Linked DNA regions of Mus musculus: region 1 is linked to region 2. The links are chromatin contacts, called in public HiCAR-type maps. All regions are on one chromosome and are shown on one strand. The core of a region is the stretch at or near the end of the contact, and the rest is flanking DNA. Distances in the headings are between cores, read along the strand shown. Region 1 overlaps Hsd17b2 (hydroxysteroid (17-beta) dehydrogenase 2). Region 2 holds the start of Hsd17b2 (hydroxysteroid (17-beta) dehydrogenase 2).

Region 1 (2,984 bases), core at 73-2,572, 41 kb after region 2:
GGCTCATGGTGTTAGGACATCACAGTCACCCAGCTGTTGAGACTTTGCTTCTTGTTGCTAGGCTTTTAGAGATGAGGAAAGGATGCAGGCATGTCATCCTGAAGTGTTAATGATGTCTTTCTATACTCCTTGGAGGAGGTACTAGGCAGTGGCCCTCAATCTTCCTAATGCCGAGACATTTTAATACTGTTCCTTGTGTTGTGGTGACTCCCTAACCATAAAATTACTTCAGTGCTACTTCATAACTGTAATTTGGCTACTGTTATGAATAATAAAGCAAAAAAAATCTGATATGCAGGATATCTGATGCACGGCCCCCGTGGGAGTCAAGACCCACAAGTTGAGAACTGCTGGTTTAAAACCTGGCACACTGTGGCACTATGACTCTCATCCTGAAGTCCCACTGGTTTCCATAAATAGTGACTATCCAGCTTCCTTCCTATAGGAAAGGGGCTACCAGGCAAGAGAAGGACTGGACTGCCAGTTCATCTCAGTGAATAATGGTAGCTGCAGGAAAGGCTAATGATCTGAGTGCAGTTAATACCATCCACAAGGTGGAAGGGCAGGATCAACTCCTATAAGATGTCCTCTGACCTGGACATACCTACCGTGACATGCATGCTCTTCTCTCCCACACAGAATAAACATACTTTAAAGGTACAGGATCTCTGAAATCATTGTTTAATACTATACACATTTGTTCTCTTCACGTTGCCCCACCATGGGGGTGGTTTGCGTACATAGGAAGAGACCAAGTTTGGAAAGTTTGTATTGTGCCTGAAATCTACTTTTAAAGAGGTTTGGTGGCTCCAGAACTCGATGTGTGAAGCTAGCCACATGTTCCAGCTTCTCCCATCCTCACAGATACTTTTTTTTTTCTGTCCCCAGGACTGTGGGCCGTGGTTAACAATGCCGGGGTCTTCCACTTACCTATCGACGGGGAACTCATACCCATGAGCATCTACAGAAAATGCATGGCCGTGAACTTCTTCGGAACTGTCGAGGTCACCAAGGCGTTTCTGCCTCTACTTAGAAAGTCCAAGGGGAGGCTGGTGAACGTCAGCAGCATGGGAGGCAAGTCAACGTGTTGGCACGCAGCCACTGGGCACCTGCTACAAGACATGTACTGCATTCTTTTCGGACTACCCAAGAGAGCAAGGGGCACAAAAGCAGGGCTGGGTTGCAGTGAGTCAGCCTATGTATTCAGAGTCAGCTGACCTTCCTCTCCTTTCAAATTCTCTCATGCGAAAGCTCTTCTCCACTTTCTGTTAATTACCGTGTTCATCACTGGAGAGTTTCCAACACGTAGGACAGCTAGGTTCACAGTCCAGGTCACTGGGTGCTGTGGGAAGCCTGTCTTTGGCCCTCTCTGAGCATAGCACACTGCTATTTCCTGTAAGCTGAAAGAATGAAGAATGTCTCTCTGTGTGCGCCCTGGGTACCCTGAGTCCATCCACTAGGGTTGAACCAGATGTTGTCCTTGCCTTTCTTGGTTGGGTCCAAGATGTGTCAACAACCCAGCCGTCTCGTTTTCCATAAGCAACAGCCTCTGACCGGGCCATCACGCCTTGCCCTCTCTCATAGACATTTTTTTACCAGGAGTTCCCCAGGCCTACCTCAGCTTTGGGAGAGTTTCTGGAGTTCTTTCTCGGGTTTCTGCATGGATAAGAAGGAAATCTAAAGGGACTGGGCTCTGGACTCCCAGATCCTTCCTCCTGAGATTGGTGCTAAGTCAAGTTTGTAAAAGGAAAAGGTGCAGCTAGGTTTCTGATACTGGTGTGTGTGTGTGTGTGTGTGTGTGTGTCTGTGTGTGTGCCTGTGTGTGTGTCTGTGTGTGTGTAGGTGTCTGTGTGTGTGTGTCTGTGTGTGTATCTGTGTCTGTGTGTGTCTGTGTGTGTGTGTGTGTGTGTCTGTGTGTGTGTGCGTGCATACACGTGCAAACTCATGTGTGTACAAATAAAATAGGGGCTGGAGGTATTTTCCACCTTTTTGGGGGGTGGGCAACAGGATTTGTCATTGAACCTGGAGCTCACTGACTTAGCTAGACTGGCCAGCTAACAAACTCTGAGGATCTCTTTTGCCTTTACCTTCCTAGCACTGAGGGATGTGCTATCATTCTCCTCCCCCCCCACACCCCCCCCTTTTTTTAAAGTTGAGGGGGCTGGGTTTGAACTTGGATCTTCATGCTTGCACAGTGAGCACTTTCGCGGCTAAGCCATTTGCCCAGCCCGACACAACAGGCAACACTTGACCTTCGTCTTCATTCTGAACAACTTGGCCTTTATAGCTGCAGACCCTTTGGGAACCTCATCCCTCCCAGTCCCAGGGCGCTCTCTGCGTTCCTGATGTGGCTGACCGCAGCCCAGTCCCAGGGCGCTCTCTGCGTTCCTGATGTGGCTGACCGTAGCTCTCTCCTTGGCACACTGACGGGCCTGCGTTTCTCTTTCCTGTCTCCATTCTTGCTTCAGGCAGTCCCTTCATTCATAAGAGTTTAAGTGCTCTCTAACACCTCGCATGTGCTGTACACCCAGTACCAGGCAGGAAGTAGCATCCATACACAAGGTGAACAAATACAGTCATGCCTTGTGGCGCCTGCCCGCATCCTTCCACCAGAGAGGCTGAGGAAGGAGCATAATGAGCTCATCTGGAACTTAATTGCCTCTACAGTCAGCTTGGGTACCATAATGGTTCAAGATCAAAACAAAGGCCTGGGGAGGTGGGCTTAGTCTGTCAAATGCTTGTCATACGGTCATGAAGACATAAGGTCAATCCTCAGAATCTACATGAAAGAGCCAGGTGTGGTGGCATTGCCCTTATTACCCCAGCACTGGGGAGGAGGCAGATGGAACCCCAGGGCTTGTTGGACAGCTAGCACACTCTACTTGATGAGTTCCAGGCCAGGGAGAAATCTTGTCTCTTGCGCGTGTGCGCGCGCACACACACACACACACACACAGACACACACATACACACACACAGAGACA
Region 2 (2,923 bases), core at 239-2,738:
GCAGACACCAGTAAGCACCACACCCATCAAATCCCGTGGGAGCTCCCCTTGGGTGTCAGTATAGGAACTGGTGGTCCGAGTGTGTGTGTGTGTGTGTGTGTGTGTGTGTGTGTACGTGTGTGTGTGTGTGTGTGTGTGTTTGTGTGTACGTGTGCTCATGTGTAAGTGTGTGTTCGCGCTCATGGTATATAATACCCAGATACCTATATATAGAGACTGAACTATCTCTCCAGTTTTTACAGAAGGGCTCTTGAGCTGGTGAGTCACAGGTGTGTGGATTCAGATTCCTTGCTCTTGGATAAAGTACAGCCTCTCCCAGCCTGAATTTTCTAGTTTACAAGCTGACTCTAACAAAGGATTGTGTAAGATGCAAGCTGGGCAAAAGGAGGAACTAGCACAGGAGGGGTTGCTTTTCTGTGTTTGACCGAAAGCAGACAGTGGGTGGTTCAAAGGGCAATGCCGGGGATTGACACCCTGCTGCGTTCCGGCTCCTAATCTCTCTAGTCTCCTATTGATTGCCTCTCTCGTTATTGCCACACGAATAGAAATGTTGTAAGGACATCCTATTCGGAGACCGAGTCCTACTACCAAGAACAGAGCCTCCAACAGGGTAGACTGAGTCAGAATTGAGCAGAGCACTGGTTCTGACAGCTTCTCTCAGTCTGATTGTCATTGCTATGGTCTCTCTCTGGCACAACTGCCCTCTGGGAAGACACAGGCACCTTCCATCTGCCTCTAAGGTGAGCCTTTTTTTGGCTCATTGAGCCCTTAACCTGTCTCAGTTGGCAGTAGTCCTCCAGATACAGGCCAGATCGGGGATGCTCTCTTCTTAGAATCCACTTTCCAAGCTTCACTGATTACCTGGATAACACACACACACACACACACACACACACACACACACTCACAGCCACACATACAGATACACTCGGAGTTAGCAAAAGAACTCAACCAACACAGAGAGGGCACATCCAAAGGAGATTGTCTTCTTGTGATTCCAAGTCTGTCAATCATTATCTGAGTAAACATCTGTCAGGTGGGAGGGTGCGTGTGCGCGTGCGTGTATGTGTGTATGTGTAAGTGTGTGTATGTCTGTATGTGTGTGTATGTCCGTGTGTGTATTATGTCTGTGTGTTACGATGTGTGTGTGTCTATTTGTGTGTATGTGCCTATTTGTGTGTATGTGCATGTGTGTATGTCTATATGTCTGTGTAGGTGTGTGTATATTTGTGTGTGTGTGTATGTGTGTGTGTACGTGTGTGTGTGTGTGTGTGTGTTTGTGTGTGTACGTGTGCTCATGTGTAAGTGTTGAGTGCCTTAGGGGAATGAGCAGGTATTTATATCACAGTGCACAGTTTAAATTACATCCTGGGAGTAGTCTCCCCTATCACTACCTTTAACATGCTTGTTCAAAGGGTGCGGGGGCTGTCGTTCCCCCCTCCCGCTTGCCTCTCCCTTCATATAAGCCTGGGCTGCCTCCAGCCAGCTTCTGCACTCACAGTATTCACTGGCCCAGAGCAAGTGAAGGCCAGTGGAGAATGAGCCCGTTTGCCTCTGAGTCAGCATGGCTCTGCTTGGCTGCCGCTGCAGTGCTGGGGGGCACGCTTCTCTGCGGATGCCGGAGTGGCAGGCAGCTGCGGAGCCAGGCGGTGTGTCTCGCTGGCCTCTGGGGAGGTGCCTGCCTGCTCAGTCTGTCCCTCCTCTGCACCTTGTTCCTCTTATCCGTGGCCTGCTTCCTTCTTCTGTATATGAGTTCATCTGACCAAGACTTGTTACCTGTGGATCAAAAGGCCGTGCTGGTGACAGGTAAGTGGCCAGCATTCCTGTGATTGTCCTGCGGAGAAGAGTCTGATACTCTCTGTCCTCAGTGGGGGGACACTGTCAGTTTTGGCTTGAGTGGGAAGTGCTTAGAGTGAATGACAGGCAGCACATACCCGAGTGGTTCTCACTGCCTTTTTGCGTGTCCTTTGGTTTGGATGGGCTTTGGAAGGAGCCAGTGGTAAGACAAAACGTGACAATTGCTCAGGGCCACAGATCTATACAATGAGTGTGTTAATTTCCTAGGAATAAATATAAATAAGTAAAACAGCATCATTTCACGTGTGTTCTTGTACCAGGAAATACCTGACAGACTTCTTCAGGCTTGGTTGCTATTCTGTTCTGAGGTGACTATTTATCTAGGTCCTAGGCCTGGTCACCCCTCTATGTATGGAAGGAAGGTGGCCAGTCAGCTTTGGCACAATACTGTGTGTCTAGGGACGCCACTGTACTTTGAGCCTTTGCAATTTGCCAGGCTGCTGTCCCGAACCACGAACCACCCTGTTGTCCTGTTTGAACCTTTTCTCTATATGTCATTAGTGTATTAGTGCTTCTTAATTAGATCAAACTGGCAGTGCGTGCACACGGAGCTAGCTGCTCATTAGCTGAGCTGCCAGCCTCTCACTTCTTCTGCAGGCTCTTCTGCAGTAAGCGCGAGGCGGCCAAATTAGATTCCTTGGAGTTGTAAAACGGGTTTGTTTGGTGAAAGCTGCAACTAGAATTCCCTCAAGTGATCCTAACCCAGAAAGGCCTGGAAAGAAGAGGAAAGGCCATCGGCAGAGTCACCTTGTGAGGAGGGTGTCACCCCTGCATAAGGAAGTCATCACCTGTGGCTGGGGCCCCTGGCTGTGGTCAGCAGGGGACTCGTGGACTGATGAATCAATTTTTTTTTTTTTTTTTTTACTTTAAATCCAGTAACAAAGATTCTTCTTGTGAGCACGGTTTGGTTCTGGCTGGGGTGTGGAAGGGCAGGACATCAGCTTCTCTGAGTTTAAGATACAACAGTGAAGTCGAGTAGTTATTGTATTTCCCAGTTGTACGAAAGAAGACAGAACCATTAAGTACACGTCTGTCTCTGTCTGTCTCTGTTTGTCTCTGTCTGTCT

The links. HiCAR-type assays count read pairs that join an accessible place to other places.
Region 1: a HiCAR-type map of kidney shows a contact between it and region 2, with 2.1 times the contacts expected there. The contact joins the enhancer-like site here to the promoter of Hsd17b2 in region 2. A contact is called at or near these places in 4 of 39 promoter capture datasets (frontonasal cranial neural crest, liver and macrophages), 13 of 484 Hi-C or Micro-C datasets (the BV-2 cell line, ECoMG-derived neutrophils, cranial neural crest and 7 more), 5 of 115 datasets of contacts at active chromatin or transcription factors (embryonic stem cells, intestinal villus epithelium, kidney and 1 more) and 1 of 9 other capture datasets (pancreatic islet).

Annotation. Positions count from the first base shown.
Region 1 is chr8:117,741,444-117,744,427 of GRCm38.p6, forward strand. Hsd17b2 (hydroxysteroid (17-beta) dehydrogenase 2) reads left to right here. Exons shown (of 5, transcript NM_008290.2): 3 at 889-1,074. It overlaps Gm31774 (a long non-coding RNA gene), which reads right to left. Exons shown (of 4, transcript XR_003947600.1): 3 at 1,277-1,400; 4 at 1,032-1,112. Among named protein-coding and RNA genes, the nearest start is that of Gm31774, 5.5 kb to the right of the region's middle. Within about 2 kb of position 1,323, at least 26 of the 459 cell types and tissues checked have an H3K27ac peak or open chromatin away from gene starts, as enhancers often do. A contact at or near this core is called in kidney, where this site is marked.
Region 2 is chr8:117,700,458-117,703,380 of GRCm38.p6, forward strand. Hsd17b2 (hydroxysteroid (17-beta) dehydrogenase 2) reads left to right here and starts at 1,489. Exons shown (of 5, transcript NM_008290.2): 1 at 1,489-1,806. The coding sequence starts at 1,539.